Linked DNA regions of Sus scrofa: regions 1, 2, 3 and 4 are each linked to region 5. A link is a contact called in public Hi-C and HiChIP or PLAC-seq data. All regions are on one chromosome and are shown on one strand. The core of a region is the stretch at or near the end of the contact, and the rest is flanking DNA. Distances in the headings are between cores, read along the strand shown. Region 1 has its middle 9.0 kb from the start of DAB2IP. Region 2 has its middle 59 kb from the start of GGTA1P. Region 3 overlaps DAB2IP (disabled homolog 2-interacting protein). Region 4 overlaps LOC110256217 (a long non-coding RNA gene). Region 5 overlaps TTLL11 (tubulin polyglutamylase TTLL11).

What was found. Hi-C and Micro-C count contacts between places; a contact is called where the count stands out from the background. HiChIP or PLAC-seq counts read pairs in DNA pulled down with a chosen protein or histone mark.
Region 1: a Hi-C map of skeletal muscle shows a contact between it and region 5, with 2.6 times the contacts expected there. The contact joins two enhancer-like sites. A contact is called at or near these places in 7 of 47 Hi-C or Micro-C datasets (embryonic fibroblasts, liver, psoas muscle and 2 more) and 1 of 2 datasets of contacts at active chromatin or transcription factors (skeletal muscle).
Region 2: a Hi-C map of retroperitoneal adipose tissue shows a contact between it and region 5, with 4 times the contacts expected there. The contact joins two enhancer-like sites. A contact is called at or near these places in 24 of 47 Hi-C or Micro-C datasets (alveolar macrophages, brain, embryonic fibroblasts and 14 more) and 2 of 2 datasets of contacts at active chromatin or transcription factors (alveolar macrophages and skeletal muscle).
Region 3: a contact with region 5 is called in a Hi-C map of skeletal muscle, with 4 times the contacts expected there. The contact joins two enhancer-like sites. A contact is called at or near these places in 1 of 5 promoter capture datasets (liver), 20 of 47 Hi-C or Micro-C datasets (alveolar macrophages, brain, embryonic fibroblasts and 10 more) and 1 of 2 datasets of contacts at active chromatin or transcription factors (skeletal muscle).
Region 4: a contact with region 5 is called in an H3K27ac HiChIP or PLAC-seq map of skeletal muscle. The contact joins two enhancer-like sites. A contact is called at or near these places in 9 of 47 Hi-C or Micro-C datasets (alveolar macrophages, embryonic fibroblasts, fetal heart ventricle and 6 more) and 2 of 2 datasets of contacts at active chromatin or transcription factors (alveolar macrophages and skeletal muscle).

What each region holds. Positions count from the first base shown.
Region 1 is chr1:261,721,912-261,724,611 of Sscrofa11.1, forward strand. No RefSeq gene overlaps it. Among named protein-coding and RNA genes, the nearest start is that of DAB2IP, 9.0 kb to the right of the region's middle. Within about 2 kb of position 1,365, at least 25 of the 83 cell types and tissues checked have an H3K27ac peak or open chromatin away from gene starts, as enhancers often do. A contact at or near this core is called in retroperitoneal adipose tissue and skeletal muscle, where this site is marked.
Region 2 is chr1:261,646,042-261,648,741 of Sscrofa11.1, forward strand. No RefSeq gene overlaps it. Among named protein-coding and RNA genes, the nearest start is that of GGTA1P, 59 kb to the left of the region's middle. Within about 2 kb of position 1,335, at least 15 of the 83 cell types and tissues checked have an H3K27ac peak or open chromatin away from gene starts, as enhancers often do. A contact at or near this core is called in retroperitoneal adipose tissue, where this site is marked.
Region 3 is chr1:261,767,073-261,769,772 of Sscrofa11.1, forward strand. All of the region lies in intron 2 of DAB2IP (disabled homolog 2-interacting protein), which reads left to right. Among named protein-coding and RNA genes, the nearest start is that of DAB2IP, 36 kb to the left of the region's middle. Within about 2 kb of position 1,334, at least 4 of the 83 cell types and tissues checked have an H3K27ac peak or open chromatin away from gene starts, as enhancers often do. A contact at or near this core is called in skeletal muscle, where this site is marked.
Region 4 is chr1:261,663,136-261,665,835 of Sscrofa11.1, forward strand. LOC110256217 (a long non-coding RNA gene) reads left to right here. Exons shown (of 3, transcript XR_002337474.1): 2 at 1-1,126; 3 at 1,263-2,700. Among named protein-coding and RNA genes, the nearest start is that of DAB2IP, 68 kb to the right of the region's middle. Within about 2 kb of position 1,381, at least 15 of the 83 cell types and tissues checked have an H3K27ac peak or open chromatin away from gene starts, as enhancers often do. A contact at or near this core is called in skeletal muscle, where this site is marked.
Region 5 is chr1:262,092,991-262,095,690 of Sscrofa11.1, forward strand. The region is part of intron 5 of TTLL11 (tubulin polyglutamylase TTLL11); the gene reads right to left. Among named protein-coding and RNA genes, the nearest start is that of TTLL11, 110 kb to the right of the region's middle. Within about 2 kb of position 1,356, at least 13 of the 83 cell types and tissues checked have an H3K27ac peak or open chromatin away from gene starts, as enhancers often do. A contact at or near this core is called in retroperitoneal adipose tissue and skeletal muscle, where this site is marked.

The sequences.
Region 1 (2,700 bases), core at 115-2,614, 370 kb before region 5:
AGGAATAAGACATGAAGGAGAGAAGTGTTGGGGTGGGTGGGGGTGCTGGGGACCAGTGTAGCTGAGGAGGGTAGGTGTGGGGAGTGCTGAGACGTGAGGTGGGGGAGGGGCTGGGGCAGCAACCGCTGCCCACCACCCACACTGGACTAGAAGCCAAGCCTACCCCCCCATTGCTACAGGTCCACTTTTTACAAATAGCTCTGTCTTCTTGGCATCCGGCAAGGGGTTGGCAGGTGAATTACTGGGGGCCAGGTAAGAGGAGAGAGTGACAGCATCGGGTCACCATCAGGAGCCATGCTGCATGAGCCAGTCCTGGCAACTTTCTGTACCTGTAAAATGGGAGAGCAACAGTTCCACCTCTTAGGACTGAGATAAGGGCTTGCTGAATTAATATTGCCCCACAGAGAGTAAGTTACTGTAATGGGCTTAAGAACTGTGTCCCATGGGGCTTTGAGCAAGGCTCTCCCCTCTCTGGGCCTGGGTTTCTCCAGGCGGGTCTTTGCAAACACTTTGGGCAAAGGTTCTCTAATCACATTTGGCCGGCAGCATCCAGCTTCTTAGAATGGCCAGAGCTCCAAGCTGGCAGTGTTGCCTCTGATGGGACCGCGTCCCTTCTGACCTGTAAGCAGACACCAGGAGGATCGGGGCTGTAAGGGGATATTTTAATCAGCCCAGGACCTGGTGAGGTCAGAGGACACAGGGATCGGGGGAGTCAGGGCTGCTGCCTGGCCTGAGCTGACCTGCTAGGCCCGGAATCAAGACCGCATCTGGGAGCCTGGAGAGGGAGGTGGAAACTGGGCACTTCTCTGCGGGACCGGGACCGTGGGCAGACGGGGTGTCCTCTGTTCTGATCCTCAGTTTGCCTGTCTGTCCTGGGAGGTTGGGAATCCCTGCCTGCCTGCCACACACAGGGGCCGGGAAGGGCAGCAGGCTGCGGTGTGTACACGGCTGGTAATGCTGTCAGGGGCTGGGGTCCCAGAAGCCTCCGTATAGAGCCGGAGGGGGTAGGGGTGAGGGGTGGCCTGAGAAAGGGCAGTAGGTGGGCCAGTGTGGGCAGAGTCAGCCCACCCCCTGCTGGTTAAAATGAGGATTGCTGAGCTCTTTCCAGTCCAGCTAAATCAGACTCTCCTGGGTGGGCCTGAGCATCTGCCTTTTAACCCGCTCCCCGGGGACTGAAGTGCCTTCAAGTCTGAGAACTGAGGTTCTGCACCACCCTCTTTGCACCGGTGGGAACGAGGCTCAGAGGGGGTAGGGAAGGCTTGTCTAATCACTCAGCAGATTGGGACCCTGGGCCATACCACGTTCTGGGAGGCCTGAAGTCCTGGGCTGGGCCAGGGCCAAGGATTTCTTCCAGGGCTCGGCAGCCCAGCAGAGGGCAGCACCAGCCAGAGCCTCCTGAGGGCTCCAGGTTGCTCTGTAGGCCTGGTCCGCAGGGCCTGGAAGGAGCCCATGGCAGGGCTTGAGTGGAAAGGCAGGGGACAGGAGGCTGTATCAGGGGGTGGGGGTGGGGGTGGGGGTGAGAGAGAGAGCACGCACCAGGAGGGCACCAGAAACACGAGGTCAGAGAAAGCAAGCCCAAAAAATTCCGAAGCGACCTTGCCTGGGGCAGAGGGGAAGAGAAGGTCTCCGCATCAGAGGGGCTGTGTCGTGTCCTCTGTAAACCGAGGCTGCCTCCCCAAGGCTTTCAGTGGAACAGGGTGTCAACTCAAGGCTCCTCCACATGTGTCCTCTGGGCCTTTTAATAAAGGCCGGCCGGAGGTTACCCCCTTTCCCCCAGTCCTGGCCTTTTGGCCAGGCGGCACATGGGGGTGGGGCTGAAGCCCAGACTCCAGCCCCAGCTCTCCTGCTGGCTCCTCCTCACTGTGCCTGTTACAGCTTCATCTGTTGCTGGGAACTGAAGGAGTACCTGGGGGTGTCTGGGTGACCCCGGGGACGTCCCAAGCCCTCTGAGCCATGAGTTGAGAGTGGACTGATCACCAGATCCCTAAAATCTTCCGCAAGTGTAGTGGTGGGAAGTATGTTTATTTTCAGACTCATTGACTGCAGGGGGCCAGTTCAGTGGTGAGCTCCTCATGTCCCAAGAGGCTGGGTGAATTTTACTTCCTCTTCGGCCTTTGCCTGTAGTCCTGGACCATCCCCTCTCTACACCCCATCTGTCTGTCTGTATTAATCATTAATCACCAAGAGAGCCCCACCTGGGGAGAGGGGCAAGTCCTAGCCATGAGGGGGAATGGGGCACTGATTTCCAGAATGACCTTGAACTTATTTTCCTTGACCCCAAACTTTCAGCTACTTCCTGTTTGAGCAGGCCAGACATTCTAGGGCCCCAGCCCTTCCTCCTCCCCGCTGGCACAAAATGCTGTTCCTAGGGTGGGGGCAGGGCCGGCATTGTTCTCGCTCTCAAGGGGAGTCGAGGGGTGACAGGTTGCAGAAGCTGCATTTAATTCTCACTTACACAGCCTTAGGATGCCAGCTATGGGCTGGGTGGGATCTCTAGGAAAAGCCAGTAAGTGAGAGAAACCCTGGCTCTGGCACACCTGCTGTGGCTCTAACACCTGCTGTGGCTCCTGCTTATGTTCTGGACTGGGCGCAGAGGCTCTGAGCGTCAGTTTGCGAGCCTTCGGAAAGACCGCCCAGGTGACTCCATTTTACGGGAGGGGAAGCGGGGCCTATGAACAGGAGGGGACTTGCTCCAAGGCA
Region 2 (2,700 bases), core at 85-2,584, 450 kb before region 5:
GTGAATGAAAAGATGACATGGGTTAATAAAAGATACCAAATCAGGAGTTCAGTGGTAACGAACCCAACCAGTTTCCATGAGGACACAGGTTCAATCCGCTCAGTGGGTTAAGTATCAGGGTTTGCATGAGCTGTGGTCACAGATGTGGTCTTATTCCCACAGCGTTGCTGTGGCTGTGGCGTAGGCTGGCAGCTGCATCTCCAATTGGACTCCTAGCCTAAGAACGTCCACACACCTCGTGTGTAGCCCTAAAAAGCGCGTGCGCGCACACACACACACACACACACACGAATCAATCCAGAGTGGGATGAGAAAGGAGAGAAATTTTTCTTTCTTTCTTTTTTTTTTTTTTTTTTTTTTTTTTTTGTCTTTTTGCCATTTCTTGGGCCGCTCCCGAGGCATATGGAGGTTCCCAGGCTAGGGGTCAAATCGGAGCTACAGCTGCAGGTCTGTCTACACCACAGCCGAAGCAATGCAGAATCTGAGCTGTGTCTGTGACCTACACCACAGCTCACTGCAATGACGGATCCTCTACCCACTGAGCAAGGCCAGGGATCGAACCTGCAACTTCATTTTTCCTAGTCAGATTCATTTCTGCTGCGCCACGATGGAAACTCCAAATATTCTTAAATTGGGTGATGGTCACGCAGGGTTTGTTTCAATTTGATTCATATACTGTACGTACGTTAGATAAATATTCTTTTATCTCTATAGTTAACAAAAAAAATTTTAAAAACAATGCAAGTGGGGAATTCCCACTGCGGCATAGTGGGTTAAGCTGTGGCATAGTTTACAGCTGCGGCTTGGATTTGATTCCTGGATGGGGAACTTCCAGGTGCCACAAATGTGACCAAAAATAAAATAAACCAAAGCAAGTAATAAAACAGGCACATGTAATATGATCTCATTTGCATACATGTATATGTATATTAAAAATAAAGAAAAGGAAACAAAATAAGTGAGACAAATAGAAATATATACATATGTTTTCTCTATAGAGAAAAATCTAGAAGTCTATTTGCCAAAACGCAATCAGTGGATGTCTGGGGCTGGGGGGGGTTTGAATGTGGGGAGGAAACTCAGTTTCTGCTTTATATGAAGTCTACAGAGTTCATTTTTTTTTCAGTAATCATGTATTACTTAAATAAATACAAATAATAATCCACAAATATATTTCCATTCTGAAGAAATACATTTTTTAAATGTAATGAGAATAGGACCTGGTGTGGCTTGCAGCCCTGAAAGGCCTTATAGAATGTGGGCTCTTCACCCAGCGCTTAGTACCAGAAGCTGACCGACCTCCTGCTGTCCTGACCCGCGTCGCCCACACGGTGGCGCTGCGGGGCAGGTTCAGCCGCTCCCGGAAGAGGCAGGAGTGGTGGTGGGAGGGAGTGCGGTGCTGTCGCGGTGGGGAGGGGGGCGGCGCATCTTCAGGAACAGATTTATTTCTTCAGCATCCTGCCGACAGCCTTACCAGGTGGCATCCGGAGCGCTCGCACGCAACGAGCCAGTCTCCCCCGTAGGTGGCTCGGGAGCCTTTCAGCGCCAGCTGCCGGGCTATTATCCGCGCCGCCGTGCTGCCGCCCGACCCACCTCGCGCTGAGTTAAATGCCCTCAGGTATCCCAGTGCCCTGACCGGATTCCCAGAGCAGGCCTGTGGCGCTCTCACGGAGCCTGCTAAATCATGGACCTGTCTCCAGAGGTAGTGAGTTCTCAGTCCCTGCAGGGGTGCAAGCCATGTTGACCCACCTCACCTGTCAAGGGAGCTGCAGGAGGGTGGAGGGGGGTCTCGCCTTGGGTGACTGATTAATCCTGGGTCTCTCTGGGTTGTGAATGGGTGTTTCTCATCTCTATCTCTGAAGTCTCCCACATGTAAATCTGAGCAAGTCGCTACCTGCTTAAGACACTCCATGGCTTCCCATTGCCCTCAGGAGAAGGTCCACATTCCTAAGTCTGCCTCCTGAGGTTCTTCACCACCACCACACCCCCAACCCACCACCACCTGGTACCCCAAGAGCTCCATCACACTGAATCCTTCATTTCCCTCCTACCAATCATGCTCTCTCTCACCTCTGAGCCCTTAGCATGCTGTTCCCATTTGTTCAAACACTTTTCCAACCCCCTTTTTACTTGGCTAACTCTGACTCATCCTTCAGACCTATGTAAATGTTGCCTCATTTAGAAGCCCCTCTGACCTAATGCCACACTTGACTCTAATGACACGCTGATTGCCTGCTTCTCCCTTTGGATGGTGGGTCTCTGGAGGGCAGAGGTTGTCTGCCTGGATCATCATTGCTTTCTCAGGGCCAGGGTGGCACCTCATAGGTGCTTTATGAATTCTTGTGTGTGAACCAATGTTCCTGAATGCGCATCGAGGGCCCTTCCCTTTTTGTTTATTTTTTTAATCACTTAAAAAAATTGTAGTATAGTTAATTGACAAAATTTTATTAGTTTCAGGTGTATGGCAAAGTGATTCAGCCCTTTTTTTTTTTTTTTTTTTTTTTTTTTCTTTTTAGGGCCACACCTGTGGCACATGGAATTTCCCAGGCTAGGGGTCCAATTGGAGCTGTAGCTGCTGGCCTACACTACAGCAATACGGGATCTGAGCAGCGTCTGCAACCTACACCACTGCTCACGGCAATGCCGGATCCTTAACCCACTGAACAACGCCAGGGATCAAACCCACATCCTCATGGATAC
Region 3 (2,700 bases), core at 84-2,583, 330 kb before region 5:
AAGGAGGTCAGGACAAGCCCGTGGACCACCACAGTCTTGCCTTGAAATTGACCTTGACTCCACCCCATGGGTTCCCATGATCCTGCAGGGGCAGGACACCCAGGAGAGCCTGGCCTGCCAATGGTAAATCACCCTGGAGGAGAAATAGCCTATAAAATCCTCTCCCCAAATGTGCGTTTTGTATCCTGTAGTGAAAAGGGCTTTTAAAAGCACTGTTCATTCAGGTGGATTTAGGGGCTGCTGCCCGCCTCTGGCCTCTCCCTCCCACTAGTGTTCACTGGTTTCTGGGGCTGGAGCACCCTGGGGTCCTGGTACTTTCTGGTGGCTCTTGGTCTAGGGAGAAACCCTATAGCTTCTCGTCCCTGCCTTGCTGCCCTGGGAGGGCGGGCCAAGCTGGCCTAATAGAAGCTCCCTACAGCCCAGCACAGGGCCTGAAGTCCCCCCATTAGCATCCTTCCTCCAGGCCAGCTGTCTCCAGAGGGTCTCCTTGTTGTCACCTGCAAGCAGGTCACCAGGGAGGAGAAGGATGGTATGCCCAAGCTGGAAAGGGGCTTAAAGATCAGCTAGCCCAATCCGCTCATTGTGCAGATGGGGAAACTGAGTCCCAGAGAGGCTATGTGCTCGCTCGGCGTCTCACAGTGCGGTGATGGAATCATGGAAGGGTTTGGCTCTGGTGCAGACTACCGGGGTTGACCCTAGCTCTGCCACTTCCTGGCTGTGTGGCCTTGTGCAAGTAGCTTAACATCTCTGAGCCTCCAATCTCTCACCTGCACATCGGATTATAAGAATTAAACAAGATAAGTCATGTAAAGCACTACTAAAGTGCTGAAGCTTAGAGCTTAACAAATACATCTGGCTTACCCTTTTTAATGCATTGGAATAGCTCTCATTTTTGTTTTCTTTTTTTATTTTAATTTTAATTTTTTGTGTTGTAGGGCTGCACCCACGGCTTATGGAGGTTCCCAGGCTAGGGGTCAAATCAGAGCAACAGCTGCTGGCCTATGCCAGAGCCACAGCAACGCAGGATCCGAGCCACTTCTGTGACCTACACCACAGCTCACGGCAACACCGGATCCTTAACCCACTGAGTGAGGCAGGGATTGAATCTGAAGCCTCATGGTTCCTAGTTGGGTTCATTTCTGCTGTGCCACGATGGGAACTCCTCATTATTGTTAATGACAGAGCTGGGCCTCGAACTCAGATTTCTGGAATCTGTGCGTGGTGTTCTTGCCCTTCTGCCAGGCAGCTTCTTTTGAGAGCGTTTACTCACACAGAGTGCACGGAGCACAGGACAGGGACGATCTGGTGGGGAATAAGCAGTGAGTCACCCCTGGAAGACTGGCCTGGCACAGAGACAGGGCCTGGAGGGAGGCCGAGGGAGAAAGTCGAGAGCCTGCTGCTGGGGCGTAGCTCCCTATTAAGTCGGTTTGCAGTCAGGCAGCCCTGGGAGCTGGACTCCCTGCTCTTAGGTCAGGGCTGACGGGGGCTTAAAGAGCTGATGAAGGAGTTCCCATCGTGGCTCAGAGGTAACGAACCCAACTAGTATCCATGAGGATATGGGTTTGATTCCTGGCCTCACTCAGTGGGTTAAGGATCCGGTGTTTCCATGAGCTGTGGTGTAGGTCACAGACACGGCTCAGATGCCAGGTTGCTGTGGCTGTGATGTAGGCTGGCGGCTGCAGCTCCAGTTCAATCCCTTCCTAGCCTGGGAACTTCCATGTGCCCTGGATGCTGCCCTAAAAAGAATCCCCCCCCTGCAAAAAAAAAAAAAAAAAAAAAAAGAAAAGAAAAAGAAAAAAGAGCTGATGAAATGTGTGTGGCCATGCAGACCTCTGGGGTGGGCTTATTATGCTCAGGCAAGTGTTGGCCAGCCAGAGGATTTATGGGGCAGTGAGTCACTGCCTGGCTGCCCTGGATTATCACATCCCTGCTTGAGACCTTAGGAATGAGTGTCTGATTTCTGTTCACTGATGCCACTCAGTCCTGGGCATGGGCAGAAATCAGGAGGGTCTCTCTGATGTCCTGATTTCCCCCTCCCACCTTCACACCCCCACCTGCTTCCCAACTGCGGCCCCCTCCTCCCTCCTCTAGACCCTCAGGGTTCCTAAGGGGCCCTCTTGCCCTGGGTGTCCACTGCCTTGGGGAGAGGGTCTTATGGCCTGTGCTATGAGCCTGGACTCGGGTGTGTAACTTGGACATTGGAGGGGCCTGTGAGCACCCCGGGGCCCTCCCAGGCAACCACACTCCTGCTCTCCTACTTCCACACCGTTGCTTGAGGTGTAATTCTGCCTGGAATGCCTGTATATGGCTGCCCTGCCCCAGATAATCTCGCAAGCCCACACGCTGCCTCACCTTCAGTATTTCCATTATGCCCTCAAAAGCTGCCTCCTCTGGTAAGCCCACCGAGATTGAGCCCAAGTGGAATTCCTGAAAATCCTCCCAGAGAACATTCTCTGCCTTTCTCCTGTTTTTTTTTTTTTTTTTTTTTTGTATAATAAATATTTGTTCACTCATTCAGGAAGTATTTATGGAGTACCTGCTAGGTGTCTAACACCAGGGACCCCAGGGACCCCCACACTCCTGTGGGGGAGGGAGGCATGAAACAAATCCTTGCATAACTACGACTGCAGTAGCTCTACAGGGAGATCTGGCCCAATCCAAGGGTGCCAGGGAGGGCCCTGAGGTGAAGACTGAGGAGAG
Region 4 (2,700 bases), core at 131-2,630, 430 kb before region 5:
GGGGAGGGGCAAACACAGGGACAGCCATCAGGGGCAGAAAGGCAAGGAGGAGGGAGTTTGGAGACTGTGCCCTAACCCTAGCAGAGTTCTTCCTGAAGGGGCCTCAGTTTTCCTCTGTATAGATTGGGGTGAAGGCCAGACAAGATCTGACTGTGCCCTTCAGAGCTGCTTGGAAAGTCCAGCCCGGAGAAGCACCTCCTTCCTGTGTGCCTGCGATTGTGAGGAAGGGGACAAGAGGATCCCCCGTCCCTGACCTGACTCCCACTCAAGACTGTGAGATCCTAGAAGGCAGGGGCTCTGTCTTATTTGCTGCCACATCTCCAGGTCCTGCCAGCCTCTGGCCCTGAGAAGAGACTCAATACACATTCACTGGATGAATGAATGAGTGAATGAGTGCATGGCGAGTGGCACCAGCCAGATCCTGCCCTTAACTTGCCCTGAGCCCTCGGGCAACCTTCTCCCCTCTGGGCTTCTATTTCCTTAGCTGTCCGCTGAGGCCCCTGCACTCCACACTCCCGAATGTTCCAGCTCTGGCCATCTAAGATTCTAAATCCGACTCAGCACTTGGCACCCTTTTCCCTCTCTGCGGCCTGAGCCTCATCCGGGCTCCCTCTGCCATCCAGCGGCCTGGACCACATCCCCACTCCTCACTCAGACTCAGCTTCTTTGTCCAATAAATGGGCAGACTCAGCCCTGCCTTGCCTGCAGGGGTCGGCTGGGGTCTCGGAGGAACGATGCGATGAAACCATGGGAGGCTGGACACCTGTTGGGGGGAGTTCATGATTCGTAGACGAGGGAGCTGGGCCAGGATAAAAGCTCTGGAAGGGGCTGGTTGCTTTGGAAATTCTGGGAGCGGCACAGGCAGCTCAGAACCTTCAGTTTCTTGATAAGCAGCAAGGGACATTGGCTCCAGCTGGGGGCCCTGTAGGGAGGCAGATGGAGGTGATTTTGTAAACTTCCAGGTGCTGCAGGTATAACAACTAGTGGTATTTATTGAGTCCCTTCTGCAGGCCAGGCCCTGGGCAAGGTCCTTCATGTTCATTGCCTACTTGAATCTTCACAACAAACCTGGTAGGCTGCTGTCATGGCTCCATTTTCCAGATGAGGAAACTGAGGCTCCAGGAAGGTAAGTGACATCGAGACCTTCCGGCGAGGTCAGTGATTTAACCCAGGTGGCTACCGAGCCCAGGGGCTTGGTTTGGTTGCACCTTCTGAGAGCCAGCCATGTGCCAAAGCTGCCACCTAAAATTCTGTCTCCCTAGGAGCATTTGTTGGAACCGTTCAGAGGCCGAACTCGATGGGGCAGGAGGCACCGCTGAGCTTGTCAGCTCACCTGGGGACAGCGAGTGCAGAAGCTGCTGTAACAGGAGGGTCAGTCTAAAGAGAGGGCTATTTTGGGCTGGAAGTTGTCAGCGGGCCTGATGTCACCACGCCCTGGCCCTTCCCTCGTGAGAGGGGGAATTTGAAGATGTCATAAGCGGTTTGCCTCCGCTGGTTGCAAGTGGAAAATAACCATAAAACAGCAGCTATGTGGCCAGCCACGTGCTTTACATGCATCATCTGGCTTCCCCTTTCCCCCACCCGGTGAGGCGGCTGTTCTCATCCTCCTGTTTGAGATGAGGAAACAAGTTCAGAGAGGCTGAGTGACTTACCCAAAGTCACACAGTGAATGAATGGCAGAGCCGAGAATCCTGTCGGTTTGCCTCACCCCAGAGCCCATGCTTTGAACCAGTGGCCCCCAGGCCCTTTGCTGTGTGTCCGTGTGGCTGGATCAGGGAGGATGGATGCTGTTCAAGCCTGCTGTACCTCTCAAGAACAAGAGCCTGTGACCTCGTCCTGGCCCTGCCACTTGGCTAACTCAACAGCAAACCTCAGTTTCTCTGCCTGTGAAACCGAGCTAATGACAGCAGCCTTGCCTACCTGGGAGGGGGAAGGGAGGCTAAATCCAGATTCTTTCCATGTTGCTCTAGGGCCCTGCCTGGACCAGCTGGCTGGGCCTCAGGGGACAGAAGGAACAGGAGAAGCCACACCCTCAACCCGAGGTCCTTTCACAGGTGAGGGAATTGGGCCAGAGAGGCAGAGCGGGGACCCCACTTACTGAGCTCTTACTACATGCCCGGCCTTGTGTTAAGTGTTCCCCGTGGAGTCACTGGCTCCTCCCAGAGGCAGGAACAGCCCCACTGCTCAGATGAGACAATTGAGACTTAGAAGGGCCCAAGGCTTAGAAGGGCACCTAGTGGGGTGCCCATGATTCAAACCCAGGACTCCCAGACTTCTGCCCACCACTCTGGGCTTCCCCTGGGTATCCTGGCCGCCAGTCCACAATCCTTCCTGCTGACTGGCCTCGCCGGTCCCTCTGACCTCCCCAGCTGGGCCAGTGGACCAGTGGTGGAGCCCCACTTCTTGCCCCATGGGACTCTGGGAAGAGGCGAAATCAGGAAAAAGAGTCAATAAAGAACAATGAGGCCGGACAGGGAGGGGCTTAAGTCGCTGATGCTCCCAAGCCTGAGCAGCTGGCTGCACAAGGCCAGGGGGTGAGGCCTGGGGATGGGGGCAGGGCAGTCCCTGTGGCTGGAAATGGGCCAGGCAGAGCTGGAGAGGGCTCCGGGGGAGGAGTGAGTGTCCCCTAAAGAGAGGGGCTTTTGGTGGGAGCAGGAGGGAGCAGCTGACACAGGAGTTCCTGGTGTTTAGGAAGCAAAG
Region 5 (2,700 bases), core at 106-2,605:
GAAGGGTAATGCCCACGTGCCAGGCTTCCCCACTACACTTTACACCTCTTAGGGGTAGGGCTGCCTCTTATCCATAACCACAGGCTCCACAGCTAGCTCAAGGCTTGTCCCAGTGGGTGACCAGCAAACACATCTAGAAGGAAAAAAGCTTAGATGTCAGAAGTGGTCAAGGAAGGCTTTACAGAGAAGGTAGGATTTGAGCAGCACCTTGTCAGAAGGCATTGAACTGCAAACAAGAGTGAGATGAGGAGAGAGCCTGGCAAGCCAAGACAGAGCAGAGGGCAGAATTGGGGAAACACAACTTACGTACAAGAGGCAGGAAATCAGCTCTGTTTGGCAGGCCCTCGGGGCTCAGGAAGGATGCAGAAGCAAGGCTGGGGCGAGGCTGGGAGGCATCCAGTGCCAGGACTTGTCTCTCCAACTGTGCTCCTTGGAACACCGGTGTTCCATGACATTGTAAATGTTACTAGTTCATGGTTTTCCCATTAGTTCAAGACACTGCTTCATAGACCCATTTGAGAAAGATTTGTTTGTCTTTTTAGGGCCACACCCTCAGCTTATGGAGGTTCCCAGGCTAGGAGTTGAATCAGAGCCATAGCCTCTGGCCTAGGCCACAGCCACAGCAGTGCCAGATCCGAGCCTTATCTGTGACCTACACCACAGCTCACAGCAATGCCAGATCCTTAACCCACTGAGGGAGGCCAGGGATCAAACCTGCGTCCTCATGGATACTACTAGTCAGATTTGCTTCCGCTGAGTCACGACGGGAAGTCAGAGAAGGACTGTTGTCACAGATAACACATAATGTCATAATAATGACCTTTTATTGAGAGACTGCTACGTGCTGGGTCCTGGGCCAGATGTTCCACGCGGCTTTTCTCACTCCATCTGTGAATGACTCTGGGAGGCAGGTACAAATATTATCTCTCTCTTCAGAAAAGGAAACTGAGGCAGGAAAAGGCTAACTTGCCAAGCTCCCCAGCTGGAGTTGCTGGAAGGAGGAACCAGGGTTAGTGCAAACCCAGGACATCCAGGAACAAAACCCAGGCTGGTGCATAAGCACTCACTGCTCCGTCACCTTTTTCCTGGGGAATGTCTGGGGCTGACGGGGAGGGGGAGGTCAAAAGAGCAAAGAAGGAAGAGGAGAAGCATTTCGAGGAGGTGCCTCCTCCAGACACCGGAGGGAAAGGATCATGGTCAAGGAGAGAAGTAGACTCAGAGCTAGAGGACGAGAGAAACCGAGCAATGAAATTGGGGTAGAATGTTCACGAAGGTTGATCTGGAAACCGTTGCTCTGCGTGTGCATTTCTGCCACATGAATCATCAACACCAGATGGACCTGGCTGTTTAAGCCAGGGTCACAGAACTGCCCTCAAGAAGACGGACGGGGGATATGTTGCTGGGGGCTGCCTGGGCAATGACAGGGGGACAGGCCGGAATGACAGGGCAGCCACGTTCCTAGGCAACAGATTACAGGAAACTTGCCCACAGACGAGCCGCGCCAGCCCCTGCTCCGGGCCATCACAATTTCCCAAGTAGTTATTGTGGCTGTGATTGGAAAGGGGTCACAGTCACATGTTTTAAGATAAATGTAATTTTGTTGGCTAGAGTTTATGTCCTGGAAGGCTGCCGTCTGGGCCAGGCCCAGGCTACAAGCAAAAGGGGCGTCCGTGACAAGGAATTAATCTGTTACATATGTGTACAACAGTAGCGTGTGCAAAGCCCTTCCTCATCTTTGTCTCATGTGAATTAGTTCACAAACCTGTGGGGTAGGCGAGGAGACCGAGGCACAGACAAGACTAAGACAAGATCACACAGCGAGTCGATGGCAGAAGCACATGCTGTCCCTCAATCTTCGGGTTCCAAGTTCACGTGTTTGAGATCCAAACAAACAAGTGTTTTCACAAGTGCTAAGAATAGAGAAAGCAGGAGAGAACTCCAAGGACTTCAATCTCTTTGACTCTGAGATGCACGGTAAAATGGATTTCAGTCATCTAAGGCTTTATACCTTTTCACCCTCATCACTTTACTCCAAAGAAGGCAGGTAGGGAAGAGAGTAGAGGTGATTCAGAGAGAAAGAAACAGGCTCAGGGTGGTGAGGAAACATGCCCAAGGTCACCCGGCTGGGAAGAGGACAGGCTTCTCCCAGGAGTGGGGTGGGGTCAGTTCTGGCCCCTGCTCCTCTCCTGACCCCAGGCCTGGCAGCACTTAGTGTGGTCAAGCGGTAGGAAACGGTCACAGGGCTGTGGTTCCCTTTGCCGGATGTGATCTGTCCAAACCAGTGGCTCCCGCCCCATTGGCCTTCTAGCCCCCACAGCGTGGGCCCCTGGTTTCCACCCCCATGGGCACCCCAAGCCACCCGTCCACAGTGAGACAAGCTGCAAAGCCACCGCCCCAGCCTTCCACCCTGCACCCGCGCCATGCCAGGCCTCTGTGGTTTGGCCGTGCACGCGGGCCCACATGATACTCCTGGAATAGCTGTCACTGTCGAACAGATGTGACCACACAATCCCCCGGGTTGACCCCCGGTGGCCTCCACGTTGCAACTAGCCCTTCACCCTAAGCTTCCAAAGGCTCCAGCTGGGACCGGTTCTCTCTGGTCCTGCCTCTAAGTGTCCGCTTTCTAATGCCCTAAGCCAACTACTGATGGCTGAGCTGGACATCCTGCCTGAGAACCAAAGCCTGGCATCCAAATGCCTC